2 separate regions of the Gasterosteus aculeatus genome follow, and region 2 is linked to region 1. Evidence: chromatin contacts called from public Hi-C data. All regions are on one chromosome and are shown on one strand. Each heading gives the region's core, a stretch centred on a gene start, on an enhancer-like site or on the middle of the called end of the contact. The rest is flanking DNA. Distances are from core to core; before and after follow the strand shown.

What was found. A called contact is a pair of places that touch in the nucleus more often than the background predicts.
Region 2: a contact with region 1 is called in a Hi-C map of whole body, with 5 times the contacts expected there. The contact joins the promoter of rmp24 here to the enhancer-like site in region 1. A contact is called at or near these places in 5 of 6 Hi-C or Micro-C datasets (liver, skeletal muscle, tail fin and 1 more).

The regions. Positions count from the first base shown.
Region 1 is chr10:10,698,011-10,704,321 of fGasAcu3.hap1.1, forward strand. elmo1 (engulfment and cell motility 1 (ced-12 homolog, C. elegans)) reads right to left here. Exons shown (of 22, transcript XM_078081690.1): 7 at 5,672-5,707; 8 at 3,755-3,854; 9 at 3,349-3,500; 10 at 3,109-3,187; 11 at 1,739-1,789; 12 at 1,187-1,309; 13 at 515-643. Among protein-coding and RNA genes, the nearest start is that of elmo1, 35 kb to the right of the region's middle. Within about 2 kb of position 3,986, at least 1 of the 9 cell types and tissues checked has open chromatin away from gene starts, as enhancers often do.
Region 2 is chr10:10,755,371-10,761,934 of fGasAcu3.hap1.1, forward strand. rmp24 (ribonuclease MRP subunit p24) reads right to left here and starts at 1,492. Exons shown (of 5, transcript XM_040188717.2): 1 at 1,174-1,492. The coding sequence starts at 1,268.

The DNA.
Region 1 (6,311 bases), core at 2,736-5,235:
AGGATTAACATACCCAAACAAACCCCTGGTGAAAAGTAACTCGCTACAAGCACTCAACTTATCTCATGTTGAAGTAGTTGCAGTTTATTAGAGTATTTCCATTTTATGATTTTAAATGCTTCCAATACACTTATGTGACAACTGAATATTGAATTAAAAGAGTACAATGCCTTCATATCCCATCCTTTGTGGCTTGCAGCCCTTCATGCTCCTTTGTATCAGATATCCCTTAAATTGGTGTAACAGAACCTTCCTCCCACATTTGTCACTTCATTACTGTCCTCGTTGATCTTTTACCTGTTAGAAGGAGGCATAAAGGAGTGAAAACTAGCCTCACCTCAACCAGCGATAAACAATGAAAGGATTTTGCATTGAAGGACAATTGTATCCAAATAACAGCTGACAAACACAAACTGCCACTTGTCTCAATTCACTAGATCGGGTTTGAGTTGCAGGCAGAGCGAGTCATGAGAGAAGGAGTACAGTTTAGGAGTGAAACGCATGCCAAACTTACGATGAAGCCGAGCTTCTTGTAGTCGCGGGTGTACATGGACTTGCGCTTCTCGATGCTGCCGCTGTTGTTGGGCTCGCACTCCACGTCGAAGGCGATTCTCCGCAGCTCAAAGATGATGTCCCTCTGAGCCTGCACAGAACGGCGTTAAAATGCTGCTCGGGAGTCCATCCGGCTTTTCTTCCGTTCACCGTTTTGTAACTTCTTGCGGTGCCCGAGGCGATCTGGCCGACCGCCATGACTCTGCACTGTTTTTATTACTTGGCCAGCCTAAAATAACTAATCTCTTTTTTTCCAAAACCGGCTGGATAGGGCCCAAACTGCCCACAGTTCATTTTCCTGAAGAGGTTTTCGTACGTTTCTTGTGAAGGCTACAGTTCAACAGGCTTCTTCTGACTGCTCACTATTTTCATCTTGCTGAAGTCTCCTTTTAAAAAACAATGAAATTCTCTAATTTTCCAACAAATCCCAACGACCATAAAATTGATCCTATCCAAGAATGTAGGCCTATATTTTTGTGTAGCCAAATATATTTATATAATGTTATTCTGTAAGATGTTATACAATATATTAATTCCCTTTGTTGATTGTCATTCTTTTTTATGCAAATGAAATTGCTTTGAAGATGATGATGATCCCATCCCTTCATTCCTGTCTGCATTCACAGCCCCCCACCTGGTCCTGGGGATCCATCTTGGTCATCATGCGGTCCTCCAGCAGGTTGAAGGTGAGCACCTGCAGGACGTACAATTGGTGGGCCATCTCGGCGTTGATGGCTGTGGGGCTCCGGATCACGTTCTGAAAAAGTGTGGAGGAGGAGGAAGGGGGAAGAGGGGGGGGATTAGAAGAGCGGAACACAGAAAACAGCGGAGGTGTTAGATCTTCAAATAGAAGTCGAAGGTGAGAGAGCGGTTTTTGGGGTCAAAGAGACCAGACATGGATTTAGGAGGAAGGCGGTAGGAGATAAAGACGGAGAATAAGAGGATTTGGAGGTGAATTTGGAGGATCAAACAGTCAGATGCGAGAAGAAGAAGTGAGATGAAACACAAGGAAGATAATGAAAGAGAGAAAAGGGAACAGGTGTGAGACAGCAGGCGCAGTAGATAATAACCAGCAACGTGAGACAGATGAAGATGTGACAGGTGTCAATTTCCTTTCTGATATCACGCGGGTGCTGAGGCATAAACCTGAACAGAGAGAGAGAGAGAAGGGAACAGCTAAACTTACACTGAGAATGATGGAGCGCAGCTGCTTCTGGGCGAGAATATGGGCCATCTCCTATGGAGGGAGAAAACAGGGAGAGAAATACACTGTTTAGGAAGAACAGAGGGATTTTGAGAGAATAAAACCACAAATACACCAACCAAGAAAAAAAGTATACATGTTATGTGTTAATTTGAAAAAATGAATGAAATGAAAAGAGGCTGCCTCAGCACACTGCCAGGTATGCAGTGACTCGCTGTATGAAATTAGAAAGCTATCCCAAAGGAGAACTTAATCTTAAAAATGGATACTAAATGTCTTCTACAGTGCAAACTACGAAGTGTTCTGATCAAGGGTGCACTTACTGTTAGGGGACAATTTAGGATGTCCACAATGTGCTCATCAACCTAGCGTAACGTGTGCAGTGAGGAAACAAAAGTCAGAGACAGAGAGGGTGAGTAAGTGAATGTGGAAAAAGAGAGAGTCTGAGAGGAGGTTAAAAAACCCCGAATGTTTCCAGCTTGTGGAGGAAGGAGGGAGGAGAGGCAGCGGAGTGAGCATAATATGTTGGGACACCGGGGGATCTTAATAATAGCTTTACTGATGGTTGAATCCTCACCATGCGCGCGCACACACACACACACACACACACACACACACACACACACACATCTTTCCTTTTAAGACACACAAACGGAGAACCAAAATAGTGTCATCAGCCCCTTGTATGCTTTCAAATGTGTCATCAGTGATACATCTGCAAATAACAGATCCTGGCATGAGGAGGTTCTGTGCCATGACATCAAATTATGAAAGTGCCTCCCTGCAGAAAGGAAAGTGTCTGCTGCAAACTCATATTAGCACACGTGCCTGCGCGCAAGCAAGAGGACATGTTGGTCATTTATCCCCTAAAACAACCTAATAAAGTTGCTTAAAGTTGCTGCCAACCAACCGCGTGAATCCGATTTAAAACATTTGGCCTCAGCAAAGAAAGAAGCACTGCAACATCAGCGTGCGCTACAATCTGCATGCAGAGATGCTGTGCAGCTCAGTTCTGCATAGCGTGTCTTTAAATTTGTGTGCTGCATCAGAGAAAAGTTCTGGTTTAGCATCATTCATTGTTGTTAAATGTCAAAGCCCGTCGCTGGACCCTATGGTGCCGAGTGGGGAGTGAGAGCATCTCGCATGCATGTCACCGCTCTAGAGAGGAGCGCAGTCAGTGGGGGTCGAGGGGGCTTTGCAACAGTTGCACTGGATTAAACTGAAGATGGGGGGTAAACACCCGAAATACAAGTACAGACACAGAGTGTAACTCACTCACTACACCGTGACACTGACAAACAGCACGGTGCACTACATGCAGTGAGTGCTGTGCGCGCACACGCACGCCTCACCTGTCTCTTGTCCTCGGGAGCTTTGAGAAAGAGTGCGTTGATGACAGCAATAGTGTAGGTCTGGATGTCTTGATCAGTCCTGCAAATAGAAAACAGCACGCACAAGAATATCAACTATACGTAGTAACAGATAAGTACATCGCCAAGCTTGTGTTGTTCGAAACAGATTCTTCACCATGCGATAGTTTCAAAGATAAATCAATTTGATTAAGCGTCCTTACCGCCTACTGATCCACTTACCCTTGGAGATGTGGGATGAGCTGCCCGATGGTGATCTCCTGCGCCACCTTGTGGTAAAGATCCTGACTGTTGAGCACAATGGACTCCAGGATGGCCAGGGAGCGCTGCAGCACGGCCGTGTCCATGGCCGACTTGTTCACGTAGCTGGCGATCTGCAGGAAGGAAAGAAAATGCAACGCACTCACTACTACTCATGGATGAGACTCAGAGCTTGAGCGACGGACACAGTGAGCGGTAATGGAGGACAAAAAAGAAACATCTCATATAGCTGTATTAGCTCCTATACACATACGCAAAACTAAAATCAAAACCTTCCCAGCAAATACAGAGTAAAACAAAAGGATTATAAATGCAAGTCCCCCTTAAATCTCTGCCCTGTTTAAATGAGACATTTTTCTTGGCTGACCTTCTTGATGAAGGCCACAGAGAAAGTGTCCCAGGAGACAATGCCGTGGTCCATCAGCTCCACAAAGGCCGTCAGAGTGAAGGACAGCAGGTCGCCGAAACTAAGAGACGACGCACACACAGAGACACACATAGGAAACTTCTCTGCGGCAGATGGCCTGAAGCAGTGTCACGGTGCAACGCCCAGATGGCTCAGAACATAACGGGGAATGAGCGGTCAGCAGAGGCGAGGGGAGGGGGGGGGGCAAGAGGAGGAGAGGGGGCAGAGGATCATGGGAGTCGTTCTGCAACCAGGCCTACTTTAAATAGACGGAGAAAAACGGGTAAGGAGGAAGAAACGGGAAAGAGGCTTGCGATGCAGTGCGGTACACACTGGCCTTCCAGAAACGGCAGGGGGCCGTCAGAAGGCCAGCAGGAGCCGGGCGGCACAGCGCGGCGTTCAATCGGGACCAGAAAGCTACAGAAGAGAGTGAAGTCATGCTGGTTCGAAAAAGTACCAGGAGAAATAAATTGCTCCGCTTCAGTCGCAGGGGGGCGAAGGAGGGAACGCATTAAACAGCTGTTGTGTACAATATGTTTTCCGCCGCTGGAAGTAATTAACGAGGAAGTAATGAATCATAATAAAAACAAGTGATACAACCTATGGTTGGTTAGACAGCCTTAATTTATTTTTTCTCTTTATTTCGTAACAAAACTGTTCAGTAAAGATCACGACGCTCTGCTGTCCTGACTCCGAAATGATGACTACTAAACTAAAGACACGCCTCTTCAGACTCTACCTTGACTAAAAACACGAAGCAGATTGTAGCACTTAAATTGTACATAATAACGGCTCTTATCTATAGCAAGTTGTAAATGGGCTTATTTGAAGAAATTGCACTTTCTTGTGGGTCGCTTTGGATAAAAGCGTCAGCTAAATGTAATGTAAAAATGTAAACGTTTTACGATACTGCCCTCTGCTGCTTAATGTTGGCACTCAACCCTTCAGGCTTTCGTTGGTTCATACTTCCATTATCGATGTACTTGCACTGTGTCAAGGAGACCTGAGAATATTCCGTATGCTCGAGTCGATATGCAATATTACATTGGAAGTTAGTCCGCAGAGCTGAAACACCATCAGACTGAGCAAAGGGACACCAACCACAAAGGATAACAGGTTTTCAAGATACAAATGAAGCGGATCCATAGATCAGTGTCGCTGCATTGGAGATGGTTAGTGAACAATGAAATGGGTAACTTAGTGACCCACAGGAGAAGAAGACTTTTTGCAAATGGCCCTGGGCATTTAGATGACCTACTGGCATTAAGTACACAATTTGTCATGCAATCGTGACCAATAGAGGATAGATTAGATAGAGTAAAGGAACCCCTGTTGGATAAATGCAGCTCCAGTTAGAATAGAGGATAATGGTTAATACTGTTAAAGAGAAAGAAAGAAAAGTAGCTGCTGAGCACCTCGACGTGGACACACAGACGATCCAGCACCGTGTGTAAAGAACACCAAGATTTAATTCAGGCTTACTTGTACTAAAGGAACAGTATCAATACATGCAGCTGCACGTTTGTTACGTTATGTTTATAAAAGCAGCAATTCCTTAATTTCTATTCATACTATTTCAGTGAGTTTATAGAAATAAATCTTGGCTTTCTTTGCGTCAGTATTGAAGAATTAGAAGGTTGTTTGAATCGGTCGCCCAAAACCACATGCAAAAAAATCCCCAAATGAGACCAAATGATTTTGAAATGGAAGCCAGAAGGGGGGGGGGTCTGTGTTATGCATATATCATTTCCCACAAGGCACTGGGGCCAGAGTCTTAAACATGCAGAACCGGCCAGCAGGTTAGGAAGAGCACAAAGCCAAGGACATTACCCTGCTGGAGGGGGGGGGGGGCGCTGTGGAAGGGGGAGGGGGTCTTACCAGGGCTTCATTATCTTCTGTAGTTTCTGATAGCGTCTGCAAAGATTTGAGAAACTTTGGTGTCACAGTTGGGAAACAAACAACCAGATAATCTAGTGAACAACACACATCACAACCTGTTCTCATCATCTCAACATCCCCGAAAGACCAAAAACCCCCAAAGGTCCAAGCGAACACGCGTCATACAGATTGTTATTGATCGTATCAATCCAGACAGAAGCAAACTGAAATCAAACCTTAACATTTCCTTCCGTCCAGTGCACAGCAATGATCACACAACACGGGGAAACCGCGGAATAACGCTTGTGTTTAACTATGGAATCAGTGTCCCCGGCGTAGCTGCTCTCCGTCGGGGAATTAAGTTCCAGCTTAAGTTCCAACAGCTTAAAGGGCCACACTTTGATGACGCTTGTGCTTTATTAATTCTTTCTAGACAAAATTGCATCCACCTCACCTTTACATCTAAATTCAAATTCAACCAAATCTGTGAGAAACTGTGTGGTTTTCTTCATTGTTATTTAAACAACAGCTATGATCCTTCTTCCCATCACTTCGGAACGTAATAACTGGTTGAGGTTGCGCTGTTCCATCAGCAGAGGGCGACGCCTGCCTTTCACTCGTGGCGCTTGTGTGGGCAACA
Region 2 (6,564 bases), core at 242-2,741, 55 kb after region 1:
ACGTCTGGTTATAGTTAAAAGTGATGAAAATGTTCTCTATAACCACGGCTAATCATAGCGAAAGCGAATCTGGGGAACAGATCGATGTATTGAAGCAGCAGTGTGCTCAGACACATCTGTAAAAATAACCCGGACTTGGGGTTTCACTGTTCGAGCCTCTGTTTTGGTTGCCATTCATGCTTCTGCACACAGATTTCCGGGCCAGGTGAAAGGCAAAGCCAAGACGGAGGATACGGGAACATAGCCAGAACCCAACGAAAACATTCGAGTCCACACACACACGCGCACGCACGCGCACACTTGCATTGCTAATGATTTAAGCTGTGATAGGGCTCTTGCACACATAAAGGGACAGATGCTTAAGAGGATTTCACGATCAATTAAATAAGGGAAGAAGCAAACGCAACAGAAGTAATGTAATGCAAAAAAGGACGTAAATTAGAAACTGGCGTGAAGGGCCTCTGTGCTTTTATTCTAAAAGGGCACTTTGCCTTAGACCTCACCATAGAGATCTACCCCACACTGCAAATGCGTGAGATTGAATGAAAGCAAAGTTTATTCGAATTAATCAGTTACAATTGCTCACATATGATGCACTTGCACGTGTGCAGCCACTGGACACATGTAGTTCCTGTGAGAGGAATAGCCACTAGTGTATGTGCGTCAGTCACTAACACGTCTTCGTGTTAGGAAATTAACTAAAAGGAGTGGAAATATGACACATAATCGAGCCTTGAGTGGCAAAATGAGCAACGCCAACAGCTGTAACGTTACATATCCAACTCCTTGAGCAGTGGTTAAATGTTAAGAGAACCATTTCTCACCACCAAAGTGCTGTCCTTTGATGGACACGTTATTTGAATACACTGCACGATGACATCATCGGTTACGGATGCCACGATGTTTGTGGTTGTCTCCTCTACCGTACGTCACTGGAGAACGTTATTTCTTATATTTCTAGGAATAACTATCACTTCGTCACACTGGAACAAACTAAAGTGAGAAAACAAAGACAGCTGTGAGCGCATTAGCAGTTTTGGGGACACCGGCCGGAAGTCAGCAGCTAACAGCGGTCGAGCTCCTCCACCTAGCGCCGACATGCGACTATTACAACAATAGGGAGGAAGAAGAGGAAGAAAGAGAAACAGGTGACTTTAAAACAGAGTTTCTTACAGGAGGAACCGCGATAGCTCCGGACACGTGTCTCTATACAGCCAGGACGCGTCCAGCAGGAACCTGTCCGACGTCTCTTCAGTCTTGATCTTCATGGCGAGTGGTTGACGCGTTGCTAAGGCTGGTGAAAAGAGTGGAACTCCACTGTTAAAAAGTCGTCTAAAACACTTTAAATGGTGTACACGGAGTTTAAAATGCCCGTAGGGGGATGTTTAACCGGGCTAAATATTGTAATAAGGATAATGCTACCCCCGTTCCTCCGGTTGGTCGCCCCACGTTGGGTCGCAAGATTGTGACGTTGCTTTCCCCGCAATGCATTGTGGGAGGCTGAGTAAGTCAGAGGCGCACTGCGGAGCGAATGGATGCCAAATCTGACACAAACTTAATTGAATTGTTAGTTTACTAATAAGAACGTCAGCCTGTAGAGGTGACTTAATGTGCTCTCTGAAAGGAGCTTTTTTCCATTATTCAAATATTGAATGACATTGTTTCACAAATTCTTCACAGGGACTTTTCTTTTTTATGCTTTTCAACCTATATCTTCATCCTCATCTTGATCCACAGACTTACTGTTATCAGACATGCATTCTCCTGTAGTAAATAAGAAAGCACACATTTGAATGTCACATTAAAACAGAACGATTATGTGTGAATGACACACACGTTGTCACCGTCCTCAGTGTCAGAGGGATCGGCCCTAACTGCTTGATCCTGAACCCTTCGCCCATGAAATGTTCCTGTGTCCATTCCCATTCAATATCAGTAGTTGGTACAGAAAAAACATTGACTATGGTCAATGACCTAACTGCAGCGTTGCAACAAATTAGGTATTTAAATTATGCTTCTTTACATACTCATGCACATGTAAACATGAAGTTTTAATGAAGTCATTTCAATTCAAACTGATTAAAAAGTTAGATTTGTCTTACTGATTTGTGCCACTCTGTCCCATGCAGCTTGGCAGCCATAAAAGAATGCGTCACCCCAAGAGAAAAGGTCACACCCACGTTGGGCCCTCATTTTATCAGACACAGACATGTCTGCTGACATTATATACATTGATATTAAGTTAAAAGGGGGGCAGTGTAAGGTCCAAATAAGTATTGTGTTGCCTGAGGGCAGTATGCCATAGAGGACTAATAGGGTCATTTTGAGGGAGACTGCCTCTTATGCCTTGTCTATTTTCTTTTTATTCAACATGCAAATCATTATTAGATCATTATTTCACTGTTTTTTTTTAAGTCTGTCATTCTATAAGATAGTGATGTCATTCAACAGGCAAAGTTAAATAACACACTATAGCTCAGGACTGCATTTCTGATATGTAATTTACTGCAACTAACTCTATTGAACAGATCTCCTCTGACGTCACCATTCCTTAGATCTTATTGGACAGAAAGAATTACCAATGTTACACGACGGTGGGCTACATTGACATCATTATTGCTGTATCCTGCGCAATAACAGACCTCATCCAGTCCAAGAACACTCGACTTGGTCAACAAAACTCGAGCTCCAGTCAAATGATTTCATCGTGTCTGAAAGGGAATCCTGATGGAAAGTGAATGAGCTCCAATGGGAAATTATATATTTATAAGCAGCAGCAGCAGCAAGTAGGAGAACCTGGTGATTGCGCATCCAGGATTACGCACACTGGGATGCGGACAAATGAATACACCGGACCGGTGCGTTTTACGCGCATTATCCCCTGGAACATCCTCCCTGCTTCACTCTAGGTAATGTTATGAAAAAAGCTGCAATTTTTGCCAAAATATGCCAATTTACTGTTAACATAGCCCCTTATAATGTATGCAATTATCACGTTAACCTGAGTAAATATCTCCTATTTGCCAAGCGATCGTTTTCACCCTGTTGTATTTATTTTGTTTAACTTTGCTTGGGCGCATATGCAGGCTGCAATACATACATTCAATATTTTTGCAACATTCATTTCATAAGCTTCTTTTAAAAGCTTTTTTTTTACAGGTCACAACTCTTTCTTTGTTATGTGTGTGCGTGTATGTGTCTGAGGGAGAATGTGCGTAAGTGTGTGTGTCCGTTTATGGAGGGCGGGGGGGTTGATGCCACCAGACGGGATGTATTAAATCACCGGGGCAGAGCGAACATAAACTGACGGAGGAAGCCAAAGTGTGAGGGATCGCTCCCCACTTTGTCCGCGGCTAAACCTTCACTTTATCCGGCGCTGTCAGACCGGCGCCTCCTCACAAGATTGAAATATCCGAGCGGTGCAGCTCCTCCTCCGTGCAGTCCGCGGTTAAACGGATTCCCTCTACTATTTCGGAATAAATTGACCGCGCCATTCCGAGGTAGAGAGGGACAGACGTCTGCTAGGTTGCTATTTGTGCAAACCGCATCCCGTTTTTACGGCTGAACGGGAGAGGAGCCGGTGATGGAAAGGTAGGTGCACTACTATTAAGTGTTTCCGAACTAAATTGGTACGGACGAATGTAGTTGTGATGAAATTGGATGATGAGTGGTAGAATCCTTCTCCACTGATGCCGTGCAGTTATAAATGAACCTGAGGAGAGTTAACTGTCAGGCACAATATAGTGTTAGTAAGTGTAGCTGCCTGGAGAGGATATTTATTTAACAGTAATAATAGGAATCCAACGGATGCTTTTCACCAGTGGGACCCTTAAACTTGTCTCCATTGTGCTGTGGCGGGACTGGTCTGGTGCCAGCAGGACTCTTCTTTCAGCCGCGGAGGACCGAGGAAGCACCCCGAAGCGTCCTGTCAGCATCTGCAGGGACAAGCCGCTCCCAGCAGCCGCCGAGCTCGCCATCACCTCCGAAACGCAACACCGACTCCAATAGTGCTGAGAAAGCGGCTGGAGGAAAGGGCACATTGTGCTGTAATGCTGTGTGTGTGTGTGTGTGTGTGCAGTCAGCCTTGTGTGTTGTACATCTTTGTTTTGCCTCCTCCTTGTCAGGCAGCTGTAACAAACTCGAGGGTCCACTTCAATCAGTTTCCTCCTACAGATATGCGCGTCCTCATGCGTGTCCTCTGAGGTCATTCCCCCGCACAACTGCCTGACTTCACACAGGGACATTTCTGAATTTAATAGTCCACAATCTGTATAATGAGTATCCATTCAAGTGAGTCTGTTTTCATGCTGCGTCCTGCCAAATGCGTGCAGTTGTCGTCGTCCTTTAACATCTCGTTTGTGCAGCCTCGCTAATCCCGAGTTTAGTTTTCAGCAGCTAGAGCTCCCGTCTCTCCTCCCGTGTCTCAGAGTGCATCCCAGCATATTTACGTCCCCCACCTGTGCGCCTGTATTTATCAGAGTACAAGCACTCTTCAAGCACCCCCCCCCCGGCTCGGGATGCAGTGTGGATGAATGATCGGATGCAGGAACACAGAGGAAGAGACCAAGGTCACACAGTATCAAATTCTTTGTGTGCTGCTTCGAAGTTGTATTAATGTTGCTTTTCGAGGGACTCAACACCGAGTCATTCACATTACTTCAAGGACTACATTCTGCTTCATTCGCCATTAGCCACCGTGTGACATAAATTTGATTTAAGGCTCCACTCGGACGCTGCACATCTGAGAGATTTGTTCCTTTCACTATTTTCAACAAAAGAAGACGCTTTGTTTGTGCGTCTCTGGACAAGGCACAGTGAGTACACGCACAGCCTGCTGTGTGGAGGCAGAGCTTGCTGGTACCTACTTCTTTGCAGCAGCAGCAGCATGCATAATCAGGCTGAGGAGAACAAAGGTGTTGGTTCTACAAACAGTGTTTGTTCAGATTAGGCCGAGACCAGCATCCAGAACCAAAGGGAACACTGGTTCTTTCACAAGACGCCGAAGGGAAGGGACCCAGCGGAGGGGGCAGACAAGGTCTCCGTAAAAGGTTGTGCATCCCGGGAGAATAACAAGGAGAGGAATAGTGAAGCCTTCCATTATGTGCTTTCCATAATATAATGATAGAGAGCTGGTGCTCCTGGAAGTGCCCTGAAAGGCATTGAAACGCTGTTTGTGAGTTCACGACTGTCGTGACAAGACTTAAAAGAATCTTTGCGCATGGATGAGTTTGGCCGCTTCATTTTACGGATAGCGAGCAGTCACCTTGTCATTGTTAAGTGTTGCCTGGCGGTTGTCTGAATTCAAAATGGAGAGTGAAGGGTGCACTCTTGTCTAGAGAAATAACGCCTCTTCTTTATTTGTCAGCTCCCTGCCGCCTTGCTTGAAGAGTAAATGAAGCCTCTCACCTTAAGCGGCTGCCTGCTTTTATTTTCTCCCTTACATCCCAGACAACTGGGGGATTGTTCCAAAGCCAATCTGCAAGGTTCAAAGACCTCGAGAATGCAGACGGCCTTTCAATGTCTAGATTCTCATGCAAATTTGTGTGTGCGGAGATTTGTTGACTGGAAGATGGACTCAGCGATCTGCTTTGCCTCATGCCATAATAAACAGCCTCAGTAATTGGCATCAGTAATTTGACGGGTATATTTTTTCCCTTTGGCTCCGTAGACTGTCTCATATGAACATGTTTATACAACAGTCATATGAATAAACATAAAGTCCCGCAAGATAGAGATGCTGGCATTATGTAAATCTGGAAAAATGTGGTATTCAGATTTTCCTTTGTTCCATTTCTTAGTGTGTATTTGCTGTCCTTATGATCTGCTTGCAAACCAAAAACACACACTGATCAGAGCCACACCGTTGTTACAGCTGGCACAATGCACCATTGTCGAGTCTCTGAATCGGGCGAGATCTTTTTAAATTATACAGTTTCCGTTTAAGGGATGCGCGGCACGTCTCCATTACCCTCAGCGGGATCATGGTCCTGATTATTTTAACGTCAATACTTTAATTATTAGTCCCATTAAATACACACTGTGTCTGCGTCAATTCTTGTCTGGCAAAGTCATTTCACTTCTGTCAAAAACCCATTGTTGTTGAGGTAATGAAAGGCAATTCACATAAACGATTAAATGTACAATCTGGGTGGCCTGTTTCTCAGCAGAGCCGAGTTGCCTGGAGCCGCTTCCAGTAGTTTGCCATCCATTATTAGTCGCTGCTTTTGTCAAACGTCCTATATGAACCGAGAGATGACTTTGATTACAAGAGGAGCCAATGGCCTGGATTGCCTCATGCGCTAGAATTAGGAGATCAGCTATTCCTGACAGCTTACTTCTAAAGCATCATTTCCCAAGCGTCGCGCAGGCTTTCTCTCTCTATCTATCTCTGCCGTTCGAAATTGTTTAGAGCATCACTCACTCACTCTCATCACTCGCACCCAAAATCAAATCCAAAAGACAACTGCTTTTTTTAACGATTTTTTATTCAAAAGATACCCACTTTTTACACGCTTTAAAAACCTTTTTTTATTTGACTAAGAATAAGAAAAGAAACCTCAATCG